Regions from separate parts of the Triticum aestivum genome. Here region 2 is linked to region 1. Evidence: chromatin contacts called from public Hi-C data. All regions are on one chromosome and are shown on one strand. Each heading gives the region's core, a stretch centred on a gene start, on an enhancer-like site or on the middle of the called end of the contact. The rest is flanking DNA. Distances are from core to core; before and after follow the strand shown.

What was found. Hi-C and Micro-C count contacts between places; a contact is called where the count stands out from the background.
Region 2: a Hi-C map of leaf shows a contact between it and region 1, with 2.5 times the contacts expected there. The contact joins the enhancer-like site here to the promoter of LOC123091221 in region 1. A contact is called at or near these places in 2 of 5 Hi-C or Micro-C datasets (both in leaf).

What each region holds. Positions count from the first base shown.
Region 1 is chr4B:92,545,579-92,550,113 of IWGSC CS RefSeq v2.1, reverse strand. It overlaps LOC123091221 (non-lysosomal glucosylceramidase), which reads left to right and starts at 2,178. Exons shown (of 20, transcript XM_044512654.1): 1 at 2,178-2,450; 2 at 3,222-3,318; 3 at 3,735-3,845; 4 at 4,099-4,155; 5 at 4,251-4,321. The coding sequence starts at 3,244.
Region 2 is chr4B:92,589,609-92,594,415 of IWGSC CS RefSeq v2.1, reverse strand. No RefSeq gene overlaps it. Among protein-coding and RNA genes, the nearest start is that of LOC123091221, 44 kb to the right of the region's middle. Within about 2 kb of position 3,300, at least 4 of the 8 cell types and tissues checked have an H3K27ac peak or open chromatin away from gene starts, as enhancers often do. A contact at or near this core is called in leaf, where this site is marked.

The sequences.
Region 1 (4,535 bases), core at 929-3,428:
AGTTGGGAGCCCCCAAATGACCTATGATCAAAGAATAAGACTCATACACAATAGTTTGGATGAAACAACACAGACCCCGAGTTTCGGGGTGCCGGCTTTATTATCATTGATCATAAAAAGATATATACAGTAATGTATGTATAAAAGTTGGAGCCAGTGGCTCTAAGTGTAATAAGGATGAATATGAGCAATGTTCCAAGGCCTGTTGGTTTCCTCCTCAGATGTACGCGACTTCTTGTGTTCACGTATATCAATCAGATAATATAACCCGTTGTTGAGGTCTTTACTGATGATGAAAGGTCCTTCCCAAGGAGGTGAAAGCTTGTGCATGCCAGTCTAATCTTGAATCAATCGAAGCACTAAGTCGCCTTCCTGGAACATACGACTGCGAACTCTACGACTGTGATAGCAACATAGGTCTTGCTGATATATTGCTGATTTGGATACTGCAAAGTCACGTTCCTCTTCCAAAGCATCAAGGAAATCTTGCTGAGCCTTTTCGTTATCTGCTTCAACATAAGCCGCCACTCTGGGGGAATCGTGACGAATATCGCTCGGGAGCACCGCTTCAACATCGTAAACCATAAAAAATGGTGTATAACTAGTTGATCTATTGAGAGTAGTCCGTATGCTCCAAAGGACAGAGGGAACTTCCTCAACCCAACAACCAGGAGTACACTCAAGAGGAACCATGAGTTGGGGGCTTGATACCTCGTAAAATCTCCTGGTTATCACATTCTGCCTGACCATTGGATTGGGGGTGTGCCACATAGGCCACGTCAAGCCAGATGTGCTCTTGTTCCAAGCTCAGGCAGCGTGACGATGACGAAGATTGTGTCCAGGACATGGTGGAGCCGGCTGCTCTGTTGTCTAAATGAATGCCTACTTGCACTGTTATGATTAAGTTTTTGCTATGGTTTGGTCAGTTTGATGTGAACTGAAGTGATGTTGGCATTCTAGTTTCAACAATGGTGTTTGTAGTGGACTGAAGTGATGTATGGTTGCCATCGGTGGCGCTCATAGCGGAGACGACAATCAAGACTCGGTCCGCTCCGACTGTTCCCCACAACCATGATCTCCGCCTCCTATCAAACCCTACTCTGCCGACAACTACATCGTGCTCGGGGAAGCGAAGACGCACGAACAGAGGCGACAACTGAAACCATCGATTACCTGGGGGCCCTCTTGTCTCATCTAAACTCTAAAGTTCACTCGTGTGAGTCAGTCCGACTGGACCAGCTCCCATAGTTGACGTGGGGGAAAGGGCCCAACGTATCACAAAGCGTACACATGACCGTATCCGTTACATATTCGCAAGTCTTACGATTGTATTGGAGCATTTTACGAGTACAAGGATGGTTTTGTTACAAGCCAGCAAGCATAGGGATGAAACATGCAGTTTACTCTGTCATGTGGCATGCCGACTGAGCATCGCTCTCAGAGGGACGGTTCACTGAGCGGAAAAAGAAAGATGATACCATATGGTCACATCAATGGCTAGACCTTCAGTCCCTTTGTGATATGTATAACTCATAACAGTGAGACTTTTGCGCGTTTCCGCTTGATGGTTGGAAAACGACTATGAGATCGAACACGACCAATTGTGCATAAGCTTGAAGTTGAACGGAGAAAAGTCAGCTTACCATCTGAAATTCGTTTGATTTAATTTAATTTAGCAGATTTCTCGGAAAATTAAATTTAATATAATTTAACTTTTTAACACGGTATAAACAGAGACGCTCATGCATACACACTTACAATCTCCCTGTAAGCGTACACACATATACCATATCCTTGTGAGCATCTTCGGGAGCCTGGGTTATCATATCATCTTGAGATTGATAAAGTCGTCACTAGACGCATATATCCGGAAAGCCTGACTTAAATTCAGAAAATACGACCACCAATGCGAAGTTTAGAACCTAAACCATTTGTTTCATCACAAAGAACATAATCATAGATACGCAACTTTCTCGAAATGTTCTGTAAGAGGTTATGCACACCTACAAAGTTAGGTAGCTTAGGTAGCAAACTCTTAGTGACTCAGCAGCAGCTGCTAGACACGTTGTCTCGTGACACTAACAAACAATTTACGGTACTATTTTCCCTCAAAATGAAAAAAAACAATCATTACCTTAGCTGCAGAGCATCAGATTTGTCATTTGTGTGATGATCAATCTCCGTCCGGGAGCAAGCAACCCTGCCTGCGAGATGTCACTTTCCGGAGTTGGCCCCACGGCAGAACGGCTCCGCAAAATCGTGGGTTTTTCTCCGGTCTCCGGTAAACTAATCCCACAAGTGAAGAAGCCACGTCGGTGCGTGGTGGTTACGATTACTTGCGGGGCGGCATCGTCTTCTCTTCCATCTCACGCGCTCCCGTGTTCAGACTAGTCTCTGGGGCGGGCGGGCGGAGCTCAGATCCCCGGCGAGCGGATTCCAGATCGAGAAAGGTCAGATTCTTCCTCCCCATTGTCGCTCGAATCTATTCAGGGTTTCTCTCCCGATTTCTAGGAGGGGGTCCTCTTCGCGCCCGGTCTGGCCCCAGCCGTTGCCTCTCGGGGGTGTTCTTGCGGGGATCATCCTCACCATTTTACTCCTTCCCTCCTCCGATAGGATTGCCAGTCTTGTCTTTGCTCTGCGATTTACCAAGGGCAGTGTTTGCAGCATGCAGTTGGATAGAATGATAAAACTGTTTTTCATCCAATCAATGCGTGCGTTGAGAATTTGGCGTGGTCTGTTGTTCTGTTCAGAAAAATCCATTTCTCGCTGATACTATATGAGATGCCGTGGTCCGTTGTTTGTCTGTGTTTGCAATTAAGTAAAAGCAAGGAATCCTTTTTATTACTATATTATTGAAGTTTGATGAGTCAGCACAGCAGTGTCGTCAGCTTCAGTTTACCGTGGTTTTGCTAACTCTGTTTACATCTGCCTTATCCGCACTTGTCTAAGATACACTATTATAGTGACGAAGGCCGCTAAAGTCAATCATGTTAAGATTTACATCGCACCAAATACCATATATATTTTACACATGCAACTCCGTTGATAGTTGGATGCTAGATATTCAGTATCTTCGTGTCTGACAGAGTTCCTATCTCGAGTTGATCTGACAATTTTTGTTCCATCCTATATGCTTTTTGTAATGAACATATTCAGATAGTTAAGAAATATAGTACAAAACAGTACACTCGTTACATATTCAAATTTCAGTCTGTTTACAGGCCCAGCTCGAAGGAAGAAAGAATGGTGAAAGATGTCCATGAGCCACGAAATGGCGTTTCTCTGAATAGTTCATCTTCGCAAAGTATCGTTAATTCAGTGAGTTATTTCTTCCGAGATTCACTTGTAAGCTGCCACCAGATTTGTTTCTTACCATGATGCCTTTGTGAATTCTACTGACAATTTTAATTTTTTTGTACCCTTTGACTGACAGAAAACGCAAAAGGGTTTGTGTCTTGATTTTTTACATGGAAAAAGCTATTGTTATTCACCTTTACTCAATACAGTTGTTTGCTCTCCGTTGACAAGCAAATCCTTGTAGCATGTAGTCCAGAATACTTGATAGTGTACATAAAGACAGATGATTATTGTGCACATCATCCATAGTTAACCACCAATCTGAATGTGTGGATCAAGTTTAAAAGAAAAGGAAAAAGAGGGAAATAGTTACTCCTTTTTTGCTTATTTAGCGCCTCCATCAGATTTGAGTTTAAAATGGTGCTTTGACTTGTCAGGAAAAGGTTTGTCGTGGACAAATTCCAGAGTTGACATGGGAACACAAGCTAAGCCATGTTAGATATGATTTGCCGTCATTCGGACTTACATGGAGGGAAGTACGGCAGATGGTATGTCTTTTTCTTTATGGAACTCCTAATTTTATGGTCTGCTGAAATTTATCTGAGCATGATTGTTTTAGTGGTCCAGCTGTTGTTTAAGAATAACAATGATTATTGGCAACCTTAACTATAATTCTTATGTGTTGCTTTTTCTATGACGTTTTTTGGGTTCTTACTAGGATTGTTCTTTGCTGTTCTTGCTTTATTCTTCAAATTTCCTTTTATGTTTTCTCCTTGCCTTAGCTTCATTTCATTATTGCAGGCTGGTCTTGGTTTACGTCTTGGTCGACACATCCTTGAAGAAACTTCAAAAGGACGAGTACGCTTTCACATGTTTGCTTGTACTACTCATTGTTGTTTGGAGTTTTGCCCAATTACAGATGTCTCTTTCTGATCATTGTTAGTTTTTTACAGACTGCTATTATTGATCCCATGAAGAAGCGCACTGCAAGATCTGGTCAGGGTGTTCCACTTGGAGGCATTGGGTATACCTTCTTGACTTCTCTCAGTGTAACATGTATTTCTTATCAATGTTGAGTGTGGCATCCATCGTAGTTTTTATATTATCACTAGAAAACTTATTTTACTACTTTTAAATTGTTGAACTGTGTGCCATACAAATACAAGTGAGCTTAGTGGATTCTGAATGCCTTCCCATTCAGGGCTTGTTTACCATGTACCTGTTGTATTTGTTGCTTT
Region 2 (4,807 bases), core at 2,051-4,550, 43 kb before region 1:
CGTTTTGGACATTTTTGACAGTTCTCTGACACCACCGTTTGTGATTATTGCATCGCACACAGTTTTTCGAAGGGTCTCTGATCGTAGTGTTGCTTTAGCAGCATTCTGCAGTAGTGCAAGTCCTTCGTGGGCGATGGCCATGATGGGATAGACAAGGTTGCTTCTTCGAGGACCCTTCGTGGGTGGAGCCCTCCGTGGACTCGCGCAACTGTTACCCTTTGTGGCTTGAAGTCTCCATCAACGTGGATGTAGGATAGCACCACCTATCGGAACCACGTTAAAAATCTTTGTGTCTTTCGTTGTGTTTGCAAACTCCAATTCCATCCCTTTACTTTCTTGCAAGCTTTACTCTTTCTGCTGCTTATACTCTTTACATGCTTGCTTGAAGTGTGTTGGGAATGTTTCAAATTATGCTAGTTTTCAACCTCAACTTGAAGAACTAAAAAACTGTTACTTTTGCTTGTTGAGGGTCTAATTACCCCCCCCCTCTAAACACCTCTTCTCGATCCTTTCAATTGGTATCAAAGCATTGGTCTCCATTGCTTTAGTTTAATCACCATTGGAGGAAGATGGATGAGTCTATTATTGGGAGTATTAGACGTAGAGTGCCTATGCTTGACGGAGAGTTCTTTAATGCTTAGGAAAATGAGATGCTTGAGATTTTCAATGAATATGATTTGAACAAGTACATTGCTAGCCCTTGTGCACCACCTCTTGATCCCTTGCATCCTACCCCTGATGAGTATCTTGACATGACCCGCAATCTTAGAGTTATCAATCTTATCATAAGAGGATTGCCTAAAAATTTGCGTGTATGCTTTCTCTAACATCCTGATTCTCGGAATGTTCAAGAATTTTTTTTTCCAAAAATCAGGGCGAGAAAATTTCATTTTTTTTATTTGCTAACAAGCTTAAATTGGACTTTTATAATTTGGAGGATTTTATTTGACCTGATGCAAACTTAAATTAAATTTGAATTTTGTTCTTTTCTTCTAATTGGGTTTTATCTTTTGTCTTCATCACATTTAAACATGTAAGTCTGCATTTTCGTGGATTTCTTGGATTGTTTGATATCTGTTTCCGCTTCTATTAGTTCTCTATATTTTCCACAAAAAGAGAAGTCAATTCTTTTCCATCTGTTAAACTCTAGGCCAAATTTTCTAAGCCCATTCTACAATGGAATTCCCTATTTGCCGCTCGTTGCGTCGAAATGTGACGCAACGCACACAGCTGGTGATAGAAGCGCTAACGTCGGCCGGCCCGTTAATCAATTGGGGCACTTCCGGTTTTGGGAACCTTCTAGAGGTTCCCAGCCCGGTTTTTCTGGTTTTGGGAAACTTCTAGAAGGTTCCCTAAATCGTTTTTCTTCTTTTGTCGGTTTTTCTATTTCTTTTTTTTCTCTTTTTTATTTCTTTTTTCCTTTTCTATTTCTTTTTGTCGTTTCCTTTACATTTCAAGTCCATTTTTAAAAAACAAATCAGGTTTCAAATTTTGTTCACAAACTGAAAAAGAATTAGTACTTATAAAATATTTCCAATTTTGTAAAAAATTTCATGCTTTCAAAACTTGTTCATAAATTCAAATAATGTTCGCATTTAAAAAAAATCGGGCATTTCAAAAATTGTTCTCATTTTCCAAAAATTGTTTGGAATGTTTTTGTTCATTTTTTTGGGACTTTTCAAATAATGACCGGGATTTTAAAAAATGTTCATGCTTTCAAAAATTGTTCTTGTTTCCAGATTTTGTTCACGTATTCAAAAACTGTTCAAGATTCAAATTTGTTTGGAAATTTCAAAATTGTTCTCCGTTTCTAACTTTGGTGTAAAAATAAAAAATATCTTCATGATTTTCAAAATTTTGTGTTTCTGTTTCTTTTCTTTTCTTCTTTCTTCCTTTTCAAGTATTTATTTCCCTTTTTCTGCTTCTTTTTCTATTATATTCTTTTTTCTTTCTCTTTTTTTATTTTAGAAAAAGTTTGAATTCAGAATTTCTGAATTTTCCTTTTTTCAATTTTGTTCAGAAATCAAAAAAAAAATACGTTCCAAATATGTTCAGGATTTTTTGAATAGTTCATTTTTTCAAAAAATGTTCCCATTTTCTGAAATCTGTTCACAAATTCAAAATAGGTTCAGGAGTTTTCCCAAAATATTTGTGGTTTGAAATTATTTTGAATCCCAAAAATTGGTCCTGTTTTCAAATTTTGTTCACTGGTTAAAAATCGTTTGGGAATTTCAGAAAATGTTCAGGTTTCAAAATTGTTCAAGAGGTTTCCAAATTTTCATGAAATGGTCACTTTTTTCAAAATTTGTTCTCTTTAATAAAAAAGAAATTTGAGTTTTTTTCAAATTGTTAAATAAATGTTCACTTGTTCTAAAAGTCTTCACAATTGGAAAATATGTTCAGGATTCAAAAAATATTGGTTCTACATTTTTGTTCGGGATTTACAAAAGTGTTCAAAAGTTCAGAAAAGTTCTTGATTTCTCGAATTTTGTTCACAAATTGAAAGAAAGTTCAAGATATTCATAAAAAGCTTGCCTCTCCCTAATATTGTTCACAGTTTCATAAATTGTTCACATATGCCAAAATTGTTCGCTTTTCAGATTTTTGTTCAGAGTTTCACTAAATGTTCCATTTATTCCAAAAATGTTCACATTTTGGAAAAATGTTAATGTTTTCAAATTTGTTCAAAATTTTCCCTCTTTTCTAAAATTTGTTCAAGATTGAAAATTGTTTGACTCTTCCACAAAATGTTCACTTTTCTAATATTTCCAACTTTGTAAATTTGTTCACAATTTTGAAATATTTTTTATTCAATAAATATTTGCTTTCCTAAATAGTAACGCATTCAAAATTCTCAAAGGAAGAAATAGATCTGTCTCCTTTTACAGTTATTATAAGCGGCGCTGCAACATTTAGACAGCAAAATTATGTATTGCAGTGGTTATTTACCACTTCTTGACCACAGGAGGTGCTGAGTTCGAAACCTTATGAGTCCATCTTTTTTAGGAATTTTATGCGAGTCCCGCTACTTAAATGATTGCGCTACGAAATTGTCACAGAAGGTGTTCAACTCCAGCGGCATGGTTCGTGAATAGACGAGGAAGCGTCGCGAGTTAGAGCCCAGCGCGAAGCGCAAATCGTTTTCTTTAAAAAAAATCGCTTTGCGGGGTTGGCTACCTGGGCCGGCCCGTTGGTTCGACGCCTCTGCGAAGCTTCGCCAGTTTGCCGCATAACGCGGCACATAGGAGGTCCCTTCTACAACAACTTTATTTTTTTATTCCCTGTTCTCTCAACACGAATGGGCCAAAGGCCAACTTTTATTTTTCTTTCTGTCCCACTTGGGCCTAGCCAAACTGGGCCTAACACCCAGCTCTCCTAGCGAGCACCTCCTCTCCTTCCTGTACGTTCACGTTCACAACTAACAGAAGAGGAAACCTTATTTCAAAAAAAAAAAAAACAGAAGAGGAAACCTCAACAGCCACCACGCATGTTAACTGATGCCCTTCTTTTAATTCCTCCTCCCTGCCTATTTCTCTCAACTTCCTTTCTCTCCCAACCAGCGCCTATTCTCCTTCCTCTTCCTTCCTATGTACGCTCCCTCCACCCACACACACATAGAAGAAACATACAGCCACACGTACATAAGAGAAACATCCCTCCCTCTTTCCCATAAATCCCATCAGTTCCCAAAACTGCAGCCCCTCCTTATTGTGCGCCTCCACCTCTTCTTCCACCCCGCACAAACTCCTGCCTCTCCCTTCCTCTTTTCTCTCCAGAACACTCTGCAAACAAATGGTGCTCCATGGACACCGGTGCTCGACCCTGATGAAGGAGGCCATCCCCATCCAAATCCTTGCGCCAGATGATACTCCTCCATGCCGCAGCTCCATTCAGAGAAGAAGGAATGTGTTCTGTAGATCACACGCGAAGAATTTCACATGTCCGTCTACATTGTTCGTCCAGTTCATCGCACCGTTCCGTCAAACTTGGTGAGCTTCTATCAAATTCCTTTTGCACGCGTACTTGTCATCACCTAGTGTATCCCTTAGACATCATGATTCAACCTATCTATGTTGTTGGCCGTGTGTGTTCAAAACCGAATTCGATTTGATGGCATCGACTTGTCTTTTTTGTTTTCTGTACATCGAATGATCTTGTGGTCAATATATGAAATGTATCTTGTGGCTGTAGAAACTCAGTGGTGGAGTTAGATTGTTGGTTCTATCTTGTGAACGGTAGAATAGATATAATCATACTCGTTTTTTTAGAATTCAATGGTCTTTCGAGTATGGTTAAATTCTATACTAGTATGTTATTTTCATGTGTTCTTGATATTCTTATGAGTGTATGCTAGATATCTCTTAATTTGTGTGTCATGTGATTTATTAGATTTATTTTACTCTTGTTGAAATTAGTACAATTGTTGTATGTATTGTTTTGGCTCGATAATGTGTGTGACCACATATAATTATTTTTATGCATGTGTAATGTTTTTTTAGGAATTATTCCCATGTTTAGTGTTTTGTTTAGATTTTGTTTGAGTTACTAAATATAGTTTTGTGTGTTGTCTCGTGTTGATATCATTTTATGCGTCATGGTGTCCTTTCTTATGCATGCGTACAATATTTGGTGAACGTTCGCCATGTATATAATTTGTAAGATCATTCTAAGCTTTGCTTTGTTTATCGACTGATGAAATACTTCATACCTTGACTATTTAATTTTGTTTAGCATGGTGATATCTTAGATATGATTTACATATTCATTTCCGTCCATGTCGCATGTTCGTTTTATTGGTTTGAAATCA